Linked DNA regions of Sus scrofa: region 1 is linked to region 2. Evidence: chromatin contacts called from public Hi-C data. All regions are on one chromosome and are shown on one strand. Each heading gives the region's core, a stretch centred on a gene start, on an enhancer-like site or on the middle of the called end of the contact. The rest is flanking DNA. Distances are from core to core; before and after follow the strand shown. Region 1 holds the start of NUDT16L1 (protein syndesmos). Region 2 holds the start of UBALD1 (UBA-like domain-containing protein 1).

Region 1 (6,552 bases), core at 2,705-5,204, 59 kb before region 2:
ACAAGACTGGCGAGAACAAACCCGCTTCTCCAGGGCCCATGTGTGGGTTCCCTTAACCCAAGTGGCCAATCAGGTGACACCTGGGGCTCCCCCAGCTGGTGAGACACGCAGAGGAGAGCCCAGGTACCCAGGGCACCACCCAGTGCCTGCTCAGGGTGAGCAGAGGTGACAGATGCCCACTCCCCATGCAGTGAGCCTGGGGCTCAGAAACAGGCTGCAAGACAGACTCCCACACAAACTGAGGGCCCAGCCACAGAACTAGGGGAGGGTGACAGACAAGGCACAGGAGCAACCTCAGGAGGAAGATGGGAGCAGCTTCTCCAGGGCCTTCTTCTGCTTTTCCGTGGCTGCAGCCAAGGCCTCAGCCAGCTTTTCCTCCGGCATCATATTGAGCACCTTGAGGGCAAAGAGGAGCTGGTACTTGGCTGTGCTGATGAAAGCGTTGCTCAGGAAGTTGGGAAAGCCACCAACTCGGTCCTTCTGGGTGTACAGTGGGACACGCACAAGTCCCAGCACCTGCATGGAGAGGAGACCTGGTTTGGGACCAGGTCCCCATGTGGATGACATGGCCCTGGCAAGGGGCGCTCCTGAGCTGCTAGGCCAGGGGAAGGACAGCCAGGTTGCCAAGGACACAATGGGACACCCCGGCGGGGTCTGGTGAGGCGGAAGCCAGCCAGCTCCCTTGGAGCAGCACAGCGCCTCTCTTCCCCAAGCGAGCTTCAAGGCCACCCCATGCACATCAAGTCCCAGGCCCCATCCACTGGCAGGAAGCCCCTCGTCCACACCCCATGCTCCCTCTGTCACCTGGTAAATCCCAAACACCCAAGTGTCACTCCCAATCCTTCCAGACTATGACACCCACAAACAGAGCCTTCACTCCCCCACCGTGAGATCTTGGCCCTTGAACTCAGACCTACAAGATCCTCTTTTGGCTCTTCGGTTTCGCACCTCCCCGGCAGGCACCGCCCCTTCCCATCCTCCCACCGATCCCACTCCCCACTCCCAGGATTGGCAATGGCAGGCAGCAAGGCAGATGGAACACAGCCCCGAGGGAGCCCCAGCCCCGGCTCCCCTCCCAGCCCACCCCCGACCCGTGGTCCCTCTCCCCACCCCGGAGCTGGAGACAGCGACACCCTCCCAGCCCGGCCTGGGGACCCTCAGGGGGACGTGTTACCCATCGGTGCCTTCCGCGGGGCCAGAGCCAAACCCCGGGGCGGGGGGCGGGGCCCGGGCGGCGGCCCCACCTCCAGGCCGTGGTCGCGCGAGTGCACCGCGCTGATCTCCACGGCGTGCAGCTGCTCCAGCGTCAGCTGCCGCGCGTACAGGTGCGCCACGACGCGGTGCGGGCCCTCGGTCAGGTGTGAGCTTAAGTAGTCTGCCTCCGTGAGGCGCAGGCAGCCCAGGCCCAGGCCCAGCACCCGGTTCAGTCCGTCCTCCAATGACCAGAAGCGCCGGTCCACGAAGCCCCCGGGAAAGCCCAGCAGCCCGTCGAAACGCATCTGCATCTGCAAGGGAGCGTCAGGGTCACGGGCGCGAGTCCGAGTGGCGCCCGGTCCCCGCCCGCCTGCCCGCGTCCTCACCAGCACCGAGAAGCGCATAGGGATGCGGCCGAAGAGCTGCCCGGGGTTTGCAGCGTACAGCATGGCGTGGCACGAATGGCTCCAGCCCGGCCCAAGACGCATCGCCTCCACCCGGCTGATCTGCTTCAGCTCCGGGACTGCCACGGTCGACATCTTGGCACTACCCACCGCCGCCCAGACACCGCCCCTTAAGTGCATGCGCGGGCCCGCCCCGCCGCACCCAACCAATCCGCGGGAAGCCGCGCCCCTGGGCCCCGCTCCTCCGCCAATCGCTGACCCGCGCCGGGGCCGAGCCCATCGCGACGCTCAGAGGCGTCGTTGCGAAGCGGGAGGGGCGTGCGCAAAGGGGAAGGCGGTTCGCGCCCAGCTGTCACCCAACAGCCGCGCACCCCGAACCGGCACCGCCCACGATCCTAGAAAACCACAAGGCCCAAGATGCAACGCGACAACCGAGCCCGCACGAGCCGAGCGCAGATTCGGATTCGGGTTCCCAGACGCGCGGCGCCTGCGGGGTTGGGGCGCTACCTGCAGGCGGTGCAGCCTGTGGAGTCTGGACTCAAACTGCGCGTCTAGAAGAGGGCAGGGAAAGCCCTAGCAATTATACTGCCCTCCGCCTTCCCCCGCGCCTCTTCGGGAGCACAGCCGCGCCGGCTTCCCACCGTCAGCTCCAGGCCGGGTTGGCGCCTGTCCCTGGGCGTGCGGGCGCCCCCTGCCTGCCCCAGGGGGCTCAGCCGAGCCTTGCGGCCAGGAGGCACAATGCCAGCCCATGGTTCTGCTGCCGGTTAAACACAGCCTGGCAGAGTCCAGCTACCCCCCGAGTCCAGCCCAGCCCTGAACTGGGGGTGGGCGGTGAGGAACTCGGGGACTTCCTGAATCCAGCCTGCTGGGGCAGAAGTGATTTAGATTCCGGGCAGGGAGCTTCCCAGCGCAGCGCCCAAATACCCGTGTCAGGGGCCATATAGGCCAGGTACTCCCCCCTTTAGGAACCTGGGGCTCAGATGAACGGGACTTGCCTGAGGGCACCCAGCAGTTTGTGAGAGCCAGGATCCTACCCTCGAATTCCACCTCTCCTACCCAGTGTCCGCGCAGAAAACCGTGCAGCTTCTGGGGACGAGGGCCTGAGTCACTTACCAGCGTCTGTACCGGAGAAGGCAGGCACTACGGCTCCGGAGCATCAGAAACAGCAGCTGCGGCAGAGCAGCAGGCTCCCCCGGGTTCTGTGGTGCTACTCACTCCATCAGGTAGCCCAAGCTCCATTTTCCCCCCGCGTGGTCCTCTGCCAGGGTTGGGGCTGCCGCAGCAGGGAGGCAGCCGCAGCTGGCAGTGGGAGGCCAGACTCTAGGGAGACTAAAGGTGTTTGAAGGGAAGGACCCAGGCATTAATAAATAAAGGTGTTTGAAGGCTCGCCTCAGGCATTAATAAAGGAGGTGGGCCCGTGGTGGGAGACCCAGTGCAGCCAATGCAAAAACCTGTGTGACTGAAAGGCCTTTTCCACACCGAGACCGTGGCAGACCGGGGACCCCCGAGGTTGGCAGGCCTTCCCTGGGGCAGGGCCAGGCCAGCTAGGAAGGCTGGCTCCACCCTTGAGTGCCTGAGTCAGAGGGCACTGCTGGCTGGCCGTGGTTCGGGCAGTGCTGCAGTGGGCGTGCTGGGGCACCAGCCTCTCCCCATGCAGAGGCTGCTTGCTGGTCAGGGGAGCTCAGGCTGAGCAGAGGGCCCCAGCTGGGCTCCAGCGTCCTGGCAGCCAAACCTGCCCTCCAATCCATTTCCCCCGAGGACAGCTGGAGAAAGTCGCTCCCTTGCTTAGCAGCCTCCAATTGCTCCTAGGGCAAAACTGGGCCCCCACAAAGTGTCTGCACCCCACACCCCAGCTCTGACACTTCAGCCACTCCGTGGACACAGTAGACCCACTCCTGCCTTTGCACTTGCTGAGCCAGCTGCCTGGGGTGCTCTTCCAGGCCCAGCTCCTTGGCATCCTTTAGGGCTCAGCTGAAACGTATCACAGAAGCCCTCCCCAAACACAGGCTAAATCAGCACCACCTCGTTAGCCACCGACCCCCTTCCTAACTGTAATCACATGTGGTTAGACCTGAATCACTTGCGTAGCATCTCACTGACTAGAACGCAGGCTCCCAGGGGCCTGGCGCCTTCTGCTTTCTGCTGGCACAGCAGGCACTCAGTTCACGGCGGCAAGAGGAACTAGCGACGGCTACGGCCAAAGCAATTGCATAGCTGGAGGCCTGGGCTCTTCCACCTGCTCAGGAAACAGAGCCAAGTCCCAAGGGTCCCTCCCCTTTGCTCCAACCCGACAATCAGCATAATGCCGACCCCAAGAATAACAAGCAGCAGCACTCACGCCCTCCCGGAAGTCCTATGTCACATCACACATGAGGGAACAGTGGCTGCAGCCACAAGCAGGCACTTGCGCTGCTCTGAGTGTGTCAGAGCTGCCACTCAGCTGTCCTGCCTCCCGAGAAACAACCCAGTCCTGTGGAGCTGTGCATGGAGGGAAAAGCGAATAGGATATTGCTGCATGATTTTATTACTATAAATATACAGTAAAAACGAACAAAAACTAGCCAATCAGAGTACATCAAATGGTAGCACGTGTTAAGTCCAAGACAGGCCAGTCTGCACCCCGCCCTTCAGTTACTGGCCCCAAAACCAATGGTGAGAGGCGGGGGGTGTTGGCCAGTGAGAGGAGAGGGGTGAGGAGAGGGAGACGGTCATGTGCGTGTGTGGCATCTGTGCACCCACGAGCACACGGCGGGCAGGACGGGAGGCAGGGCGCCTGCAGTGTGGCCTCTGTTCATAGGCTCAACTGGAGAGAGAAGGAGGCGCCCATTCCGAGCACCCCACTCATCAGAGCCTCAGGCTGTGTGGTCGGCTGCCCAGCACCATCCTTCCCACCTGCTAGGAAAGCGCTGGCACGGGGAGTGCAGACCCGCCGCCGCCAGGCTAAGGTCCCACTGGGGCAGCTCTCATCCAGAGGCACCAGGGCCAAGCACGCTGTCTGCCTTTCTGTTGCCCGCAAGTTTGTCTTTAAGAGAAGGCGAGGTCACCTCACATGGGGCCCTCGTCCCCAGGGACATCCCGCCACAGGAGCCCCAGACGGGAACAAATCAAAGCAAATTCTCAGTGCCATCTACGGCAGAGGGAGCAGAGAAGCCACCAGCGCCTTCCAGAGCAGGTGATGGCGTGCCGCTCGCCGAGCAGAGCCCCGGCCCAGAGGGTCTGGTGCCGTGGGCAAAGCTGCCGCTGGGAAGGGCTCTCAGGCACCACACCGCCCATGCCCAGACCCAAACCTGGCCGAGCCTCGCCAAGCTGTGCAGGGGGAGGGCAGGGGCAGTCTCCTTCCCGGCCTGAGACTCAGACCCCACCTCCTCTCCTTCCAGGGGCCCCGCGCGTCCCCGTGAAGGCAGCACCTCACCGCCCAGGAACTCCTCTTCTCCAGCGTGTCCCTCAGTTCCCGGGCATCGGCCGCCACGGCTCGGGGGCTGGGTGAGGCTGCACACGGGTGCCCGGCCCCGGGGCATTGGGAAGGACCCAGAGCTCAGCGCCCGGGACAGAAAGCCACTGTCCTTCATCTTGTACCATTTACAAATACATGGACTGTAGAAAAAGGGTCGTCAGAGGGGACAGTCAACTGTGCTCTTCGGTCAAGGGTCACACAGCTCCTCGCAGCCAGTGACCACGCAGAACTTGCAGACTGGAGAGGCCAGGGGTTGCGCTGGAGTCCACGGCCCTCGGCCAAGTCCGGGGAGCCAGGCCAGGCTCTCAGAGTGGGGTCAGCTCGGCGGCCCCAGGGTCAGGACTGGGGCCACCAAGTGGAGGCCGGGGGGGCCCGGTGGTGTGCAGGCTGCGGGGCGTCTCCATGGAGGTGGACCATCCTGCGGGCAGGGGGACAGGGAGGGGGGTCACGCTGGGCCGAACTGTCCTGACACCCCGCTCCCCTGACCCGCTGGGCTCGGGCTTCTCTCCGGCTGACCCTGTGTCCGTGGCTGGGCACCCAGAGGGCCCCGGGGGGCTGTCTGTCGCAGCAAAGAGCCGCAGCCCTGCATCAGAAGACAATGGGGTGCCTGGGGCAGCCACCCTGGGTCCCCCACCCGGCCCTCTCTGTGCTTCCCCGGCTCTTGGGGGCCGCTGTCCCGCAGTGCCTTCCCGCTGGGCTCGGCTGGGGCTCAGCTGACCCAGGTGGAGGGAACAGTGGGGTCTGAGTGCCCAGCAGGGCCCAGCGCAGCCCCAGCTGGCCTGGCTCAGGGGCCTCTGCTGTCCCCGCCCCCCAGCTGCTTCCAGGACCCTGCGAGGGGCTCAGGCCCCCGGAGTGCTTGTGCGACAGGAACAGCACAGCTCACAGGGCCCGCTGACCCGGGCTCTGGGGCGGCTTCAAATGGCGAACAAAGGAGCCCTCGCGGCCTGGGACAGACCCTCAGTGACTTGGGGAAGGGACTGCTTTCTTAGAGGCTGTGGCTGCACGTGGGAAGCCAGCTCTGCCAGGGGAACAGCGCCCTGGGCGGCTGCGTGTGACCCGCTTCCTACCTCCAGGATCTTTACTAAGTGACACCACCATGAGGCTGGGGCCACCTGCATGCATGTGTCAGGTCCTATTTCAACAGGGGGTCAGACCAGTCCGAGAAGCGTTGAAGGAAGACGGGAACGGACAGAGCGGGTCGCAGGGAGGGCAGACGCGGGCCTGGCTCGGGCAGCGGACAGGACACCGGAAACCTCCACCCCCAGGTCCTCCACCCCCCTGCGTCCCAGCAGGGCGGGGGTCCGCAGGCGCCTGCCTGTTGTGGGGGCACCCTGGGGATCTGCCTTCTGTACAGCCGCCCGGGGAGAAGGCGCCTCCTTGGAGGGGGCAAGACAATCTCACGGGGCCCCGCACCGGCCGCCCTCAGAGTGCGCCGGGAGGTTCCCCGGCGGGTGGGGGGACAAGTCGGACGTCAGCCGCGGCCTGCCCGGGCCACCGGGT
Region 2 (6,317 bases), core at 3,296-5,795:
GAGGGCCACCCGGAATGGCGCTGAAGACAAGTTTATAAGATTCAGGTTAGAGATTAAGCCTCCTGTCAGGTTGCAATGTACTTTCTTGGTTTTGATTCACACAAAACTCTAAGCAGACCAAATGAGAATCTGTTTTCACCTACTTTTCAGTTGCGAAAAGGCGATTCTAAGAAAGGACTTTCCCCAAGATAGGTGTTGGGAGGGCAGAGGCTGGCTAAGAGTCTCAGATGGTAAATTCACCACAGTTGGCATTAAAGTGAGCCCTACAGCTTCCTAGAGGCCAGAACCCATCCAGAATATAACCTTCCTATTTTCAGGAGACTTGGAAAGCCAAAAATAAAAACGGAGGTGAGGGATTTGTGTGATTATGAGGGAGAATCCAGGTCTTGGGGAAGCTCGGTTTAAACTTTCTGCCCTGCACCCAAGATCCCCATTTACTGCACCCCTACTATGTGCTAGACATTGGTGTTGAGGGCTAAACACACATCTCCTCTTTATTTTTAAAGGCCACACCTGCAGCATATGGACGTTTCTGGGCCAGGGACTAAATCCAAGTCACAGCTGTAACCTACAGGTCCTTTAAGCCACTGCACCTGGCCAAGAGTGAACCTGCGCCTCCGAAGCAACCAGAGGCATTGCAATCAGGTTCTTAACCCACTGTGCCACAGCAGGAACTCCATATCCTCTCTTTTAATTCTCTGTCGTAGGTTCTATTTTCATTCCCAATTTACTGAAGGGGAAAGAGGCTAGGCAACGTGGAGTATCCCACTCAGCTTGCATAGTAGATAAGTGGTAATACAGCTGGAATTTGACCCAGGCCACTCCTTTTAATGCCACGCTCTCCTGCCACCCCTACCCACCCCCACCCGAGACAGGTACCCTCAAGTGCCAGATTTCTTGTCTCTTGCCCCCAGATGGGCCTGAAGACACCCCCATCCCATGTGACCTTTCTTCTCTTCCTTTAAAAGGCTTTCTGTTGAATCACATAACACTGTTGAATCATATATACATAAATAGATATACCAACACGGCATCCAATTTACCAGGCTCCCTGTTTGGAGGGGAGGGGAGGAGGATACTAAGGGCCCAGATGTTCTGGCTGAAAAACAACCCTAAGAGCACGTCCTCCCTATGGATCGTGGGCCAGGGCAGCCGTTTCCATGGGCTGGATGTCTGATTAATTACATACTCCTCTCAAAAGAGCTTTGGACTTGAAGTGTATGGTTCTGTGCTTCTCCACCCACTATTTGGAGATAGGACCTTTCTGATTTGATCCTGGTTCTATTATCAACATCTTGGCTGATTCATTTTTTTATTCAACAAATATTTATCACGCTACTATGTAAAAAGCAATGAGCCAGGCATAGAGATTAAATGGTAAAACCCACAGATATGGAACGTTTAGTGAGAAACAGACATGAAAGGAGAACAAGTGTATAAAAATACAAAATATGGGTGCTGTAGGGAGTTCCCATCGTGGCGCAGTGGTTAAAAAATCTGACTGGGAACCGTGAGGTTGCAGGTCCAATCCCTGGCCTTGCTCAGTGGGTTAAGGATCCAGCGTTGCCGTGAGCTGTGGGGTAGGTCGCAGACGTGGCTTGGATCCCTCGTTGCTGTGGCTGTGGCGTAGGCCAGTGGCTACAGCTCTGATTAGACCCCTAGCCTGGGAATCTCCATCTGCCATGAGAGCGGCCCTAGAAAAGGCAAAAAGAAAAAAAAAAAAAAGGTGTTATAGGGGAATGGACTAAGGTGCCATGAAACACCAGGACCGGCGTACCATTGATAAGGGAGTCAGGGAAGGTTTCTCGGAGGAGGTGATATGTAAGCCCAGACTTGAAGTACAAGTAAGAACCAACCAGGCAAACTCTGAAGGAGTAGGTCAGCCTAGGTTCCAGGCAGGGAGAACAGCATGTGCAAAGGCCCTGCGGAGCTGAGTGAGATCCATGAGCTCAAAGCCCAGTGTGGCTAGAGTCAAGGAGGCAGGAGGGTTGGGGTGCAGAGGTGAGGAGTAAGGTCAGGAGTAAGGGCCCAGACCTCAAGGCCCCTCCGTCAGCCAGCATCTGGTCCTTGGAGTCATAAAGACAGACCCACTTCATGGCTTCCTAGTTAGGAGTCCTTCAAGTCTAGACTTCACGAGCCTCCTGAGGGAGCAGGATTGCTGCTGATGCATTCCTGTCTTCCCAGACCCAGTGGATGCCTGATAAACACATCCGTGGAGTGACTGAAGGAATGCAGGGCTCTGGGCCCTCCAACTCTGGCAAGGTCCTCAATCTCCCTGGACTTCAGATAAGATGAAGGCACTGCCCCAAATGCCTTTTATCCCTCCCTTCCCCCATCTACTGACCCCGACTGTCAGGCCCCATCCAAGCCTGTTAAGAAATCCAAAGTCCACCCTCTAGCCAGGCTGATCCTGGCTGCAAACAAGCTTGTTTTTCATTCCCTGCTGCCCTTGGAAAAACAAGCTGGCTGGGGGGCCGTAGGGGCGAGAGGGCGGACCTTCGCTCCTACTACCCCACTGCCCCACCCCAGGCAGCTGGCTGGCCTGGAAGAGCTCCTTCTGGGCTGGGCAGGTCTAGGCAGGCACCTGAGCGAAGGTACTCCCTCTCTCGCTAAGCAAGAAAAGCCCCCAGTGGGTCCTGCCAGGGCAGTGCCCATCCTCCTTTGCCAGAAACACACCTGCTGCTCACTGGGCGCCTGCTCTCCTCCACGGGCTCTGAACACTGTCAAGAGTGTAAAGAGGTTTGGATTCCAACCTCGGTTTCCTCATCTGTAAAATGGGGCTTGGGTCCCCTAGAGCAGTCCGGGTGGAGGCAAAGAAATGGTGCTCCGAGCACCAAGCCCATGCCAAGCACCTCACTGGCATTAATCTGCCAGAGCAGTCCTGGGAGAGCTCTGAGCTCTTACCTTGGGTTTCACAAATGAGGAAACTGAAGCTTAGAGCCGGAGGACCATGTCCTAACATCAGAATCATTAAGTGGCAGAGTCGAGACTGACACTTAGGTCTGTCTGGCTCCAGAGCCTGCTCACCTTCCACCATGCCTTACTGTCCCAGTGGTAAGGATGTAGCAGTAACTACATTTAGAGCCGCCTACCCCCGTGCTGTGCCAAGTGCTTTGGCTGCATTAAGTCATGTATGATGTTTTGTAAAGGTGAAAGGCCATTCTTTTTTTTTTTTTTTTTGTCTTTTGTCTTTTTAGGGCTGCACCTGTGGCATATGGCGGTTCCCAGGCTAGGGGTCCAATCAGAGCTGCAGCTGTCGGCCTACACCACAGCTCACAGCAACACCAGATCCTTAATCCACTGAACAAAGAGGTGGGCTCCAGCCCCCCCTCACACCCCCCCATACCAGTGCCCAAGCCCCCATAACTTGGGATATTTCAGGTCTAGTCCACTAGTCCCCCACAATGGCCCTCCCACCAGCCAAAGATAACCCTCCCTGGAAGAGTTCAGGGACCCACGAAGCGCTCTTCAGAGAGCACTGCAAGTCCTCCTTCCATGCACCTGCCCCCGGGTGGGACAGTGCTTTTGTTCAATCCAATTCTGCAACAAGGCCCTGAGCAGAGACGGACTGCCCTGGAACCAGACACACCCAGGACATCACCTGAACTGGAATGGACCTCCCCCCCACATCTGGTCTCCACAATGTTCAGACACAGTGACCCTAATGCGGACACTGGATCAGATCTATTGAAGGCCCTCTATGGCTGGCCTTTAACCCACCACCTCCAGGGCCTGTGCCGGTTTCCTTCCTGAGGGCACCGCCCAAGCTTTCTACATCTGCCCTTGGAATTTTTTTTTTTTTTTTTTTTTTTGGCCAAGCCCACAGCGAGTGGAAGTTCCTGGACTAGGGGGATCCCCTGCCACAGCAGTAATACGAGCCACAGTGGTGATAACGCCAGCTCCTTAACCCGCTGCACCACAAGAGAACACCTGTCCCTGGGAATTTTGACGCATGCCCCCACCCCTGCCCCCAGCCCACCCTTTTTTAGAGTTTGTTCTCTGTACCTGGGACCAGGCACAGAGTAAGGACCCAATAAATAGCTTCTCGTCTAATGAAACTGGGGCCAGGGAGCGAGAGGAATCTGGATAAGGTCATTCTGGGCGGAGGTGACTGAGCCTTCCACCCCTCCCGCCAGTTCCGAATCCGCCAGGCACCCCGCACACCAGATCTGAGACGTCAACCGGAAGACGAGCGTGCGGAGCTGTAAACACAGCCCGCAACACCCCACCCCCGAGCGCTCTTCAACCCCGCCCCCGCCATCCACGTGACGTGCCCCCGCCCGCCCCCGCCGCTGCCTCATTGGGCGGCCAGCTTTGTTTACCTTATATGGCCAGGTCCTAACACCGCGCGACCGCCCATTGGCTAAGGTGCGGCCTCACTCACTTGACGTCACTCAGGACTGAAGATGCAAATAAACCGAGGCATTCTGGGAATTGGAGTTCAGGGCCATCCCGGAACTGGCTCCGCGCGGTCCTGGCGCCCGCAGTCTGAAAGCCGAGATTTCCGGCAAAGCGCACGAGATTTTGCGTGGGAAAGTGGGAACCTTGAGCGGAGAGTACCCCTAGGCCGCCCTCCCTTCCTCAGCCGTACATCGAGCCTACTGTGAGCCTGGTTGAGCGCCAGGCCGGGGAGGGACCCGCGTCGCGAGTGGGCGAGGCGAGCTTGGACTCTGTGCTGGGGAGACTCGGAAGGCTTTCTGGAGGCTGTGACTTTAGGCAGAACTCTGAAGGGCAGATTCATTCAGTCACTGAACGGGTATTTATATAAGCGCCCACTGTGTGCCAGGCCTTCTGGGTCTTACGGCCCTAGTGCTGCCGATTTGTACCAAAATCCCAACTTCTCCCCCCACCCCACTGCCCAATAGTGCGCCCGCTCGACACAGAGGGCTGCCAACCACCCTGGGGGTCGGGATCCTCGGGTCCTAGCCAATATCCTGCGACCCGCGTTTGCGCCCATGCAGTCTGGAGTCCTCGCCTCCGGACCCCTCCTCAGTGTCGGGGATGGGGCGCGGGGCCCCCAGAGCTGCGTGCTCGTCCTGGTCCTGTACGCAAAAGGCGCCCAATGTTCAGACACACCCTCGGGCCGGCCCGGCCTGCAGCTCCCGTCCGGGCGAGGCGGAAGCGGCGCGGGACTACATCTCCCAGCATGCCCCCCGCGGCCCGGAGTGAGGCGAGGCTCGGTGAGTCAGAGCCGCACAGTAAATATTTGTATTAGCCGGAGCCGGCTCGCTAATGGTGGACGCGTGAGGCGGAGGAGCGCGCGGCGGCTGGAGGCCGGAGCGGGCAGGCGGCGGCGGCGGCGGCGCCATGTCCGTGAACATGGACGAGCTCAAGCACCAGGTCATGATCAACCAGTTCGTGCTGACGGCGGGCTGCGCAGCCGACCAGGCGAAGCAGCTGCTGCAGGCGGCCCACTGGCAGTTTGAGGTGCGCGGCCGGGCCGGGGCGCGGGTGTCCGTCCCCCGTGGCGGCGCGTGCTGCGGGGTGTGTGCGGGCCGGTGTGGACACGTGCGGCTGTGCCGGGGCCGGGCCCGCGCACTCGGCCCGGTGTTCCGGCGGTCGCGCGCCCCGGCGTCCGGGCCCCAGCGCGCACACGCGGCGTGTGGGTCAGGCCCGGCTGCGCGGCCGTGTCTACGCGGCCCCCGGAAACGCAGCCCGCTCCGGGTGGGCGGGAGGGGCAGCCTGGCTCCTAATCCCCGCCCCCCCATTCCCCGGCGGCCGGGTTACGGGGATCCCCCCGCCCCGCGTTTTGTTCTGGTAATGGCCAAGGCGAGGCGGCGCCGAGGCCCCGACGGACAGTTGGGCGGGCGGCAGGAAGAAGGACGCCCCAGCACTGGCCTGAGCCGGGCCCTCGCCGCCCCCACCTTGGATATGGGAGCCCCGAGCCCGCGGGCGCAGCTGCCCGCCGTGTGTGGGTCTGACGGTCTGTGTGTTGGATGGGCAGCCCGGTGCCGCGTGTCCACGTACATGTGCATTTGTATTTACGCACGCGCCACGCTACGTGTGGGCACGTGTAAACACGCAGTCCACCCGGGGCACGGGTGCGGGTGGGGGGGGAGGGTGTGTTCCGTGTACACACTGGTCGCCGTTTTGCAAACGGTGCTTACGCATGTGCACACGAGTGTACAGGTGGTGTGTCGGAGCGCACACTACAGCTACGGGACGGCATTTGTGTGCCCTGCTTCAGAGGCTTGTCCAGGTTCCCTTCTCTGTGCTGGCTAGTGACTCTACCATGGCATCGTGTACACGGTTCAGTAGTTTTCAGCCAGCTGGGCAGGAGGTGGGGCTGCCCCAGCTTGGCCCCCACCTCCCCAGGC

What was found. A called contact is a pair of places that touch in the nucleus more often than the background predicts.
Region 1: a contact with region 2 is called in a Hi-C map of liver, with 3 times the contacts expected there. The contact joins the promoter of NUDT16L1 here to the promoter of UBALD1 in region 2. A contact is called at or near these places in 10 of 47 Hi-C or Micro-C datasets (embryonic fibroblasts, fetal liver, heart right ventricle and 3 more) and 2 of 2 datasets of contacts at active chromatin or transcription factors (alveolar macrophages and skeletal muscle).

Annotation. Positions count from the first base shown.
Region 1 is chr3:37,690,699-37,697,250 of Sscrofa11.1, forward strand. NUDT16L1 (protein syndesmos) reads right to left here and starts at 3,955. Exons shown (of 4, transcript XR_002342434.1): 1 at 1,581-3,955; 2 at 1,175-1,505; 3 at 294-516. It overlaps MGRN1 (E3 ubiquitin-protein ligase MGRN1), which reads right to left. Exons shown (of 17, transcript XM_021086677.1): 17 at 4,105-5,470.
Region 2 is chr3:37,748,717-37,755,033 of Sscrofa11.1, forward strand. It overlaps UBALD1 (UBA-like domain-containing protein 1), which reads left to right and starts at 4,546. Exons shown (of 3, transcript XM_021086690.1): 1 at 4,546-5,427. The coding sequence starts at 5,308.